Linked DNA regions of Mus musculus: all the other regions are linked to region 3. Evidence: chromatin contacts called from public Hi-C and promoter capture Hi-C data. All regions are on one chromosome and are shown on one strand. Each heading gives the region's core, a stretch centred on a gene start, on an enhancer-like site or on the middle of the called end of the contact. The rest is flanking DNA. Distances are from core to core; before and after follow the strand shown.

Region 1 (3,408 bases), core at 568-3,067, 120 kb before region 3:
TAGGGTTGTCTGCTAATCACCATGAGACCTGAAATAATCCCATCCAACTCTGTGCTCTTTCTGTTCTCACTTGTAATCTTAGTTTGTTATTCCCATACATGTGAGGAGAAAGACCACTAACACAAATCATGGCTAAATTAATTAAAGAAAGCAATTTTTTACTTGTATACTTGGGCTGCCTCCCACTAAGGTGGGCTTCAAGAGATCAGCATTGGATGTGGAGAAGATTAGGATTTTATAGCTCAGGGGAAGGAGATTTCCAAATGGGGATTTGGAAAGTAATTGGGCAGGATTATAGAAGCAGAACACAAGCACAACAAGTTGGTCATAAAAAATCTCCTGATTCAAAGACACAGTTGCAAGGTGGTTATAACAACAGGTGGTCATAATAACCTTTACAAACACAGGCATGGTTGCCATTTCCTGGAGCATGCAGTACAGAACCATTTGTAGTTAAGGTTATAGGTGGAGCATAGCCCAGTCCTTGAGAAACAAAGCTTTAATCACAAACAGGAATGAATTTGATTTGTCTATACTGTAAGATGGTTTTCATGCCCAAAATGGAAGCAGTCTGGTTCATCAAATTTTTATTTATGCAAGGGCTGCTATAAAAGCGGAAGACAGGAAAGACAGCCACTGGGCCTCAGCGTGCTGCTAGCTTTCAATGTACCCTTTCCTGTCCCCTTTCAGAATGTGCTTCACCAGATAAGAAACTAGCCAGTTTTCCTTCTAGTATAGATCCTTTGCTCTGTGAAAGGACAAATTGGTTACTCTTCTTCTCTGAAGGTAAATCGCTAACACTTCCGTCAAGGCAGATTTTTCAAACCATTTGTCTGAACTTGAGACAGGAAGGAATGTTCCCTGAAGTTGTTGAGGGCAGAGGACAGGAGGTAAGAAGGAGCCATTCCAGGAAGTTTGCTCCTGCCAGCAAAGGAAAAAAAAAAAAAAAAAAAAAAAAAAAAAAAAACGGGCTATTTGGCTTCACTTCTCCATGTAATCATGTTGCTTGTCCTCATCAGACGGGCTATTAGCATTTGAGTCTAAGCCAGTGTTTCTGTAGTATCATCCACAACTCCTAGTCTAAAGCAACCTACCTCTCCACTTGCCCTTGTTACGAATTCCCCCATGAAAGAAGAGGTTCCACTTGCGAGCCGTCACAGATTTAGTATAGGCTTTCCCTTGGAGATATTGTCATCTTTCATCAGAGGAGAGAAGAGCAAAGATCTTCCTTCAGAAAGGTCAAGCAACAACAGGAACACACACACTTAAATTTTAAATTCTACTTTAATTTGTAAAGAAAAGATATAGTTCAAGCTGGCCTTGAGTTTGTGATCCTTGTGCTTCAACATCATATGCACTTTCTACAACTGGCTATGCATACTTTTAGAGAGTTTGACTGTATGTGGACCCTTAAGAGCTTAGACTAAGTTGGCTGTTGGGATCAACCAGAGGACAGAGGGAATGAGGCCCAATGGAGCTTAAAGGCATGGAGATGTAGCTCATAAGGTAGTAATGACAAACATCGACAGAACCTCAGTGGCATCATAGGAACATTGCAGAGCTGTCCCCCAGCTCAGGGAGTGAAAGTCAGAATTAGAACAAGAAAACTGCTCTAGCTGGACATTCCGTGTACTGCTTACTACCTCGAGGCAAGGGTTTTTGTAGTTCATGCAGACTGGACATGAATGTGTTAAGCTACTCAATCTGAACTCCTACAGCCAGCAGAAACATTTGATGTTGTGCCCAGGAAGTCTATCCCAGAGTGACTAATTCCCTCACAGCAGGGAAGCCTTTTCTCAGGTTGAACTCTGTCTGGAAGCTGCTCTTTTCTTGTCAGAGAGCCAGGGGCAATCTCTTTCACCCTATCCTTATCCAGACCAAGAGTAGATAAAGGGAAGCCAACTCCCATCAAAGCCTCTTAGATCACAATAGAGGTGCTGAGAGACACCCCTTGCTTTTTGCACAAGGTAGGCAAACAAACGTTCTTATCAGCTACTGAGGACCACCCGTCCCTTTACCCCACCGCACAGGGTCTAAGGGTCTCCCCTATTAAGAGGACTCTAAGACTTCTTACCATTAAAGTTCTCTCAAGCATCCTCATTTTTAGCACACTGGCTCAGAAACAATTGTTCTCATTGTCTCAAGTTACTTGTTTAAGAAGAGTGCTTCATTCATTTCTCTTAGAAACACTGGGCCATATGTTTACTAGGTCCAGCTACAAAGTGAGATGGGGGAATGTTCCCTAAGTTGTTCAGAGTGACGCTACTTACCACATACAGAGCCATGTGGCATCACCAAATTCTTTGTGAATTTCTGACCTTTGCTCCAACCTCTAAAATGCGTGAGCCCCTTTCTTATGGTCTAGTTTTTTTTTTTTTTTCTCTAGAATTTCCTCGTACAACACAGAAGCCACTTCAGAGTGAAGAGTCGTAGCTTAGATCAACAACAGCAGTAATAAAATCAAACAACCCAATAAAAATGAAAAAGGACAAAATGTTCAGTCATTTCTTTTTTTGTTTTTTGTTTTTTGAGACAGGGTTTCTCTGTGTAGCCCTGACTGTCCTGGAACTCACCTTGTAGACCAGGCTGGCCTCAAACTCAAAAATCTGCCTGCTTCTGCCTTCTGAGTGCTGGGATTAAAGGCATGAGCCACCACACTCATCTATGTTCGGTCATTTCAACAAAAAAGAAATGTAGATTGCAAATTAGCTCATGAAATGATTTTCAATATTATTTTTTCTTGGGGAAAACATCTAGATCTATAATGATAGCAAATGGCTCTGTGGTAAAGGGCTTGGTACACAAGCATGAGGACCTGAGTTTGATGCCCAGCACTCCCATAAAAAGCCAGGCATGATGGCATGGTTTGCATCCCAATGATGAAGAGCCAGGGACAGGTAGGTCCCAGGGGCTCCATGGCCTAACAGCCTAACCCAGTTGAAAACGAACAGCTTCTCAAGAGGAACAACACCAAGGTTGCTCTCTGGCTTCTGTGTACCTGCATTCATATGAGTAAGTATGGCCCTTTCCCCAATATCTTCACATGCCTACTTGATGGCTAAGGTTAGTGAGGACAAGGAACAACTGAAGCTTTCAAACACAGCCAGTGAGAATTAGAACAACCACTGTGGAAAATGATGAGGCAGTTTCTTATATATATACTATAACCCAGCCGTTACACTTCTAGATATTGGTCCAAATTAACATGCATAGCCATAAAACACATGTATATGTGTATTCATGGCACCTTGTTTGAGCTGCTATGTGCACTGCTTGCTACAGTTTGACTATGAGATATCCCTCTCAAGTCACATGCTGCATGTTTGGAAATATTAGTTGGCCTGAGGAGCTCTGCTTACTTCTGGCTCATAACAGCTTTGATCTTTTCCTGTCTCACCACCAGTGTCT
Region 2 (3,455 bases), core at 196-2,695, 94 kb before region 3:
ACAAGCACACGCATACTTGCACATGTACAGCCCTTTCTTACGTCCCCAAGTCAAGTAGCTCGTTCTGTCCTCAAAACTGCCATTGTACTGTATCTGCATTTTTATCTCTTAAAACACTAGAATTAAAACACTTAAAACACGTCATTGATTTTCAGCTCCAAATTGTACATCCATCAGTTAAACTGTCAAGTCTCAGCTTACTCACCTGAAAAGTGGCATGCTCTTCAGCAGTTAGTTATGAACTTCACTCCTGTATAAGTTCAATAGGGGACTGTCTCATACAGCTGCTTAGCCTGTAGCCTAACTAACATTCATGTGGCTCTTCACAAGGGATTAATTCACACCAAAACATGAAAACAGCTTGGCAAATGGCCAAAAACACAATAAATTATTTGCTCCTCAAACATTGTAGGTAGACTTTCCTAGGGACTGAAAATATCACCTTCAGAGTCTTTTTATAGTTTCTTGCTTGTGCCTCACTATAAACTTAGGGAGTAGGAATTAGTTTTTTTCTCATTGTGTCATAGAAACCAGGTCTCCAACAAGAAGCTTGTTAACACTAACATGCAAATATTCAGCATTCCTGGTAACCCTGGAGAGGAGGGACACAATAACCTGTGGCCGGACAAAGCTGCTTCTAAAGGTTCTCTTGATGCAGAGGCCTAACTCCTAATTAAAATCTAAGCCCTACCTAAAACAAGGTAAAATGTGTGAGGACTTAAATAATGCTATTTTAATCACCCTAGCTTTTTCCTTCTTGTTAGCCTAAAATCGAGTTGAAGTAACCAGGCAGCCTCTGATTCTATCACAGACTTTGTCATTCAAGAGACATTTTAATAAAATTACATGGCCAGGGGTAGAATACTTGTATCCACTTTCATAACTCATAATAAACACGTGAGACTCCCTCCCTCTTTTCACAAATGGAGAAATGAAGATACACAGAGGTCAGGCAACTTGCCCATAGTTCATAGTCAACAAGTGAGATCATCCGAGTTAAGTCCTCCACATCTTAGCTGGCAGTTTTGAAGGGCCTGGTTAACTCTCAGTCGCTGCAGTCTGAGCATCCCTAATCCAAAGATCCCAAGTTTGGAGTGCTCCCAAAGCAGATTGTGGAGCACTTCTGCATCATAGATTTGTTGATTAAGATTTTCTAACAGGTGAATAACAAAATCCAAATAATTTGAAACATGTTATGCCTATATATTTTGAATAAGGGATGGCCAACTGTATTTTCACAATTTTGAATAGTAGGTAGAGATATCAATTAAATTCTTCCAACTCTAATTTCACTCTTGCACTTTCCCTCTTAGACTCCCTGTACCACACTTTGCATGAGATAACCCACCCAAGCATGTTGATAGCATCCCTTGCACAGATAGCCTCTGTGCCAAGGTTTGCTGTCTGTGATTTCTATGCCCTTGGCCTCTAACCACCACATGAACGTCATCCACAGCAATAATGACGAGTGCCTGCAGCTCAGACCACTGAGAGAAGTCCAGTGTTGTTCTGTTCCCCTCCTCTTATCTCATGTCCACATCAGCATCTCCATTTGATGGATGCAGAACACTGAAGTAACTTTTCAAGGCCACACAGCTAACATCCATCAGCTTCGGTTGGCAACAACCCAGATGGCCTCAGAAATCTTCTTCTCAACCACCATGGTACTCCATCTCTCTTATTCCATGGGGAGGGCTCTGTTTCAGTCACCTGAGGCATCAACGTACCCATGACCCCTGAGCATTTGAACTGCTTAGTCCCAGCTCATAAGCTGTTGATTCTCTAGTTTGCCTTGCTACATGCCGTTGGGCTTCACAGATTCCTGGGTACTGAACTTTCTCTTTGGAAATCTGCTGGAATTTGTGCCTGGGACAGCTGCCTGGACCTCTTACTCTTGCCCAGCCCAAACTTTCTGGAAATCTGCTTTGCCTGCCTCCCTGGATACCAGGTCACCACCCTCCAGGCCTCCCCAGTGGCCTCCCCAGTAATCCCCCCACCCTGTACGTGCAGCTGTTTCTGGAGGAGCTACACTCAGGCCCAACCCCAAATGCCTGTTGTGACATCCTGAAAGAATCTGACTGAGGCCACTTGGGTGTTAGCCCCGTCTACAGACTCGAAGCATAAGAGGTATAGAGGAAAGAGCCAGCTGAGTCCCTACACAATAGCTATGTGCAAGTTATTCCGCCTCCTTGAAGTTTATCAGCTGCAAAACTAAAAGCAGTGATGCACATCCCATAGTGAGGTTAGTGGGTTCAGTGAGATTGATTGCATGTTGTATGTGAGCTTGGGCACAATTTGGGGAAGATATTCCTCTGGCATGTACACGCTCTCTAAAGCCTAGAATCTCATACTTTTAATAAAAATTCAGTTTGGAAAGAGAGAAATATTGAACTTTGCATTTTGGTGAAATAGCTTAGAGAAAATATCCTTCTCAGGGCATGTCCTCAGCAGGAGTCATCTCTCCCCCTTCCTCTTTTTTAAATGGAAAATAACAAAGTCATTAGTTGTCACTTTTATGCTCCAATTTTCAAAGGTGTAATTCAAATAAAGTTAACACTAAAGTAATAAACCAATATATCATAGAAAGTTTCATTAAAAAGGAAAGTGTTTTAGATTTACTTTTTCAAGATTCTACATGTTATTTTGCTTTTTTGAGAAAGAGTCTCAGTGTCAGGCTACAACTGATCTCAAACTTAAAATTATCCTCCGTCAGTACTAACAGTTTTGGGATCCACATGCAAAGAGAGAATTAGCATCAGGTTGGAGACTATATCTCTACATTTCAAATGACTGTCCTATTTTGTGCCACTTGTGTAACATAAGAAAAGGTATTTAACCTCTCTGGGCTTCTGTCTGCAGAAGCAGGAATCACATTGCCTTATAGAAGTATCTTGAAGTTTTCACAGATATGCCATCTGTGCAGTGGCTGAACCATGAGAAAGCCTCAGCCAGTACGATCTTTTCCATCTGTCTTAGTCAGGGTTTCTATTCCTGCACAAAACATCATGACCAAGAAGCAAGTTGGGGAGGAAGGGATTTATTCAGCTTACACTTCCACATTGCTGCTCATCACTAAAGGAAGTCAGGACTGGAACTCAAGCAGGTCAGGAAGCAAGAGCTGATGCAGAGGCCACGGAGGGATGGTACATACTGGCTTGCTTTCCCTGGCTTGCTCAGCTTGCTTTCTTAGAGAACCCAGGACTACCAGCCCAGGGATAGCACCACCATCAGTGGTCCCTCCCACACTTGACCACTAATTGAGAAAATGCCTTACAGCTGGATCTCATAGAGGTATTTCCTCAAGGAAGGATCCTTTTTTCTGTGATAACCCGGCTTTTGTCAAGTTGACACATAAAACCAACCAGTACACCATCCCTCTACCACACTGCTGTGCTGATGCTAACAACAAGGAGAACAAGATTGGAGGGGCACTAGGATGTAGCTCAGCAGTTCAG
Region 3 (3,181 bases), core at 484-2,983:
TACTCAAGATTTGTTATTTCTTTCCATAAATTGTAGCCTGAAAATGTACATTTCCCATAGTCCCTGAGGCAGCAGACACATTCCGTTCTGGGATAGGTTAAGGAAGAGCTGGGGCAATGCATAATAGGTATTAAGCATCCGACCGTTTGCACAACATTTCTGTGATGTAGTTTCAGATGGTTCTGTAGTAGAGGTCAGTCACCTGATTTCTAGTGCTAGTTGAGCTGTGGGGTCTTTTGGACTCAGCCTGGTCTGGTGTACACAGCATTAGGGACTCACTTTCTTTCACCGTGTTTCTTTCCTCTGTGTGCCTTTTATCCCAAGGTCCTTTTATTGTTTAAAATGGCTGCTGGAGGCCCAGCCACAACACTATTTTTGCTACTGGTCATATGCTATTTAAGAGGACTCAAATAAAAACTCAAATACAGCAAAGACGAGAAACAGCTATCCACAAAGGCCAACACACTAGTTTATGTTTAGCAACGAGGAGACCTTTCAGGTTCCCACCCAAGCCATAGACTGTGAGGCAACAGGCGCGTTGCATTTCTGGGATACATTAAGGAAGAGCTGAGCCAATGTAGCATGTGTATTAAGCATCCAAACTTTTGCAAAACATATACATGTCTGGTACTTAATTTGTTCTTCATAGTGCTCCGGAAAGAAAGACAACCAGGTCTTAATATTATAATTCCCGTTGTATGCTTGGTCCACATGACTAAGTAACAGATCTGAGACTGTGCAGACAATTTTTTGAATAGCTGGAAATGCAATCATAGTGTAGATCTTAACAGTTAGGTTCTTAACTGTCCGGATGCTGAGACCCTTTATAATAGTTCCTCAGGTTGTTGTGACCCAACCATAAAATTATATTTTTTGTTACTTCACATATCTACTTTTGCTATTGTTATGAATCATAATGTAAATATCTGATATAGGTCACCAAAGAAGGTTGAACACTGCTTGTGTAGAGGAAAATAAATCCAAACCAAGACCTCCAGGAGAGTGCAGGACTAATCCTGTGGCCTCAGCCTCACCGAGTTCTTACCTGGATGACGGAGAGAGATCGATCACTCGTTTACTCTCAGGTCATGTGGATACTAGTCTTAACATAATAAACACACTAGGTCTGACTAAGGAAGTCTCTGTTATCGAGAAGGGTTGGTTTTCGCAACCTTGGAATAGTCCCCAGGAAAAGAAAAAAGAAAAAAAAGAAAAAAAAAAAGCCAAACCGGTTTTGGACTCTCAGTATCTAGCGATGAGGGTACCGAGAGTCCATGTAGCTTACTGGTATGTCAACTTCTCAAAGGCAGGGGTCATCTATCTTTTAGATTTACGGTGTCGTCTCTACCTCAAAGCCTCGACCACAGCATAAAGTGTGAGAGTTCCTGAAAAGCACCAGGTATAAAGGGTTCAAGGAATTGAAGCCCATAGCAATCCTGGTGCTCAGCCGAGGGCGATTTAACAGGAAATATCCACCACATACTGTAGGTTGGCTAGGTTAGCTGGCGCTCAGAGGGGATTGCTTAGATTGAGCCGTCTCTGTTGCCTGGGCATCTTTAAAATCCAGGCAGCGAAAGGATTTTGAAATGCAAACCCAAGACTTACAGTACAGTGGGGAGGAGCAGGGCTCACAAGTACTGGCCATTCACGGTGCCCGTTTCAAAGGACCAATCAGGTTGCTCCTTACAAGGGTTGCTGGAGGGGCTGGACTGAAGCGGGCGGAGTCACAGCTTGTTTGGACCGCCCTGCTGGGTGCGGTGCGGCTGTGCATGGTGGCCTGCTGGCCTGCTAGCTAGAATGTGATTTCATATTGGACAAGTAAGTGACCCTCCCAGGGGTTCTTGCAGGCACGCAGGCTCTTAGCCAGCTCCCCCCAAAAGCTTCTCTAGCCTGCTAAATGTTTCCCTCCTTCACCTTTGGGTCTCACAGCCAGGCCACTGGTTGGCCTTTCAGTTTCTTGTGTATTCTGGGTGAGGTGTCTTGCCCAAGGGAGAGGCCTTTACTGCATCCCAATGACTGCCCTACAGATGTCTGGGGCCTAAGGCCCTATCTCTCTGAGTAGTGTACAGTTAATTAAATAAAGTGTTTTTTCTTTCTCCCAGAAAAGAGAATTTTGCAATGCACCCCCGCCCCGCACCCCAATTTGGGGACAATTCTCTAAACATTTTAAGTCGTTGATTTCAAGTTTGGCAATGTAAAAGCGTTTCAAGGCTGGTGCTGTTTAAGGCTATAGAAGCTGAGCATCTGGAGATAGTGTTTGGTGCGTACTTCAGTTTAAATGGGATAATGCCATCTGTCTTGTTACAGGGCTGCAGGCCAGGAAGGGTATAGGGGGATCTTTCCATGTTTATGAACTTCATGACCATTTCAGGATGGAGACACACACTGTGGGGGAACTCCTCTGTCACTGGTCCATTCACTGGAGCACTGCTTACATTTTAGCTCGAATTTCTTCTCCTAGTTAAAGGGCAAACTGTGGCCAAGTTTGACTCTTTTTTGATCAAGTGTGTGTGTGTCAATTCAAAAGGTCCCATTGGATTGTGCTTTTAGGGAGCAAATCCATAAGGAAGAATTAAAGTCTGAGTTTGTGGCTGGATTTGTAGATTTGTCTTTTGTTTCATTTTCTTGTCCTTTTTAAAGGGTTTCCCGTCTTTACTGTGAGCTATGTGAGTCCTGATGTTTCTCTTTTCTGTTGCTAGCTGGGGGTGCTGCTAGTCTGTCTTCTGGAGTCTCCTTCTAATGCAGCTGTCATGCTTGGTCTTGACTTAAAGGCTTCTGCCCTGGCTGTATGAATAAGAGCCCCAGAGGACTGCTCCTGACTGATGGGGTCTGGGGTGGAAAATAGGGGATGAGGAGGGCCTATGGATGATTTTTTTTGAGGGGGGGGGGTGGCTTAGGATTAGGAAGTCAAAGTTTGCAAGTAAGGAGGAGGGAATAACCCAGTTGGTGGAGCACTGTGTTTCTGGGAAGGGTGCCAGGTTCTTATCCAGGCTCTCATGAATTTTGCTGGGCTTTGTCTTCTGGAATTTAGTTCTTTTTCTATAACCTTTATCTAAAAACTACAGCCAATTATTAGCCTTTTTAAGGACGACGACGACAACAACAACAACAACAACAACAACAACACCAGGTTGGGGAAAGCCCCGTCTTTAAACTCCCAGCCAGAAGGGGAGTCTGACAT

What was found. Promoter capture Hi-C pulls out the DNA fragments that hold promoters and counts their contacts. A called contact is a pair of places that touch in the nucleus more often than the background predicts.
Region 1: a promoter capture Hi-C map of neural stem cells shows a contact between it and region 3. The contact joins the enhancer-like site here to the promoter of Fggy in region 3. A contact is called at or near these places in 5 of 39 promoter capture datasets (the C10 cell line, liver, macrophages and 2 more), 2 of 484 Hi-C or Micro-C datasets (embryonic fibroblasts and uterus), 1 of 115 datasets of contacts at active chromatin or transcription factors (CD8 T cells) and 1 of 9 other capture datasets (adipose tissue).
Region 2: a Hi-C map of muscle stem cells shows a contact between it and region 3, with 1.8 times the contacts expected there. The contact joins the enhancer-like site here to the promoter of Fggy in region 3. A contact is called at or near these places in 4 of 39 promoter capture datasets (3T3-L1-derived adipocytes, the C10 cell line, liver and 1 more), 2 of 484 Hi-C or Micro-C datasets (adipose-derived mesenchymal stem cells and muscle stem cells), 2 of 115 datasets of contacts at active chromatin or transcription factors (the 230-238 cell line and heart atrium) and 1 of 9 other capture datasets (adipose tissue).

Annotation. Positions count from the first base shown.
Region 1 is chr4:95,432,909-95,436,316 of GRCm38.p6, forward strand. No RefSeq gene overlaps it. Among named protein-coding and RNA genes, the nearest start is that of Gm12707, 51 kb to the right of the region's middle. Within about 2 kb of position 1,818, at least 41 of the 459 cell types and tissues checked have an H3K27ac peak or open chromatin away from gene starts, as enhancers often do. A contact at or near this core is called in neural stem cells and uterus, where this site is marked.
Region 2 is chr4:95,461,701-95,465,155 of GRCm38.p6, forward strand. No RefSeq gene overlaps it. Among named protein-coding and RNA genes, the nearest start is that of Gm12707, 22 kb to the right of the region's middle. Within about 2 kb of position 1,446, at least 22 of the 459 cell types and tissues checked have an H3K27ac peak or open chromatin away from gene starts, as enhancers often do. A contact at or near this core is called in adipose tissue and muscle stem cells, where this site is marked.
Region 3 is chr4:95,555,774-95,558,954 of GRCm38.p6, forward strand. It overlaps Fggy (FGGY carbohydrate kinase domain containing), which reads left to right and starts at 1,734. Exons shown (of 16, transcript NM_001113412.1): 1 at 1,734-1,818. Gm40206 (a long non-coding RNA gene) reads right to left here and starts at 1,593. Exons shown (of 2, transcript XR_867942.1): 1 at 1,046-1,593.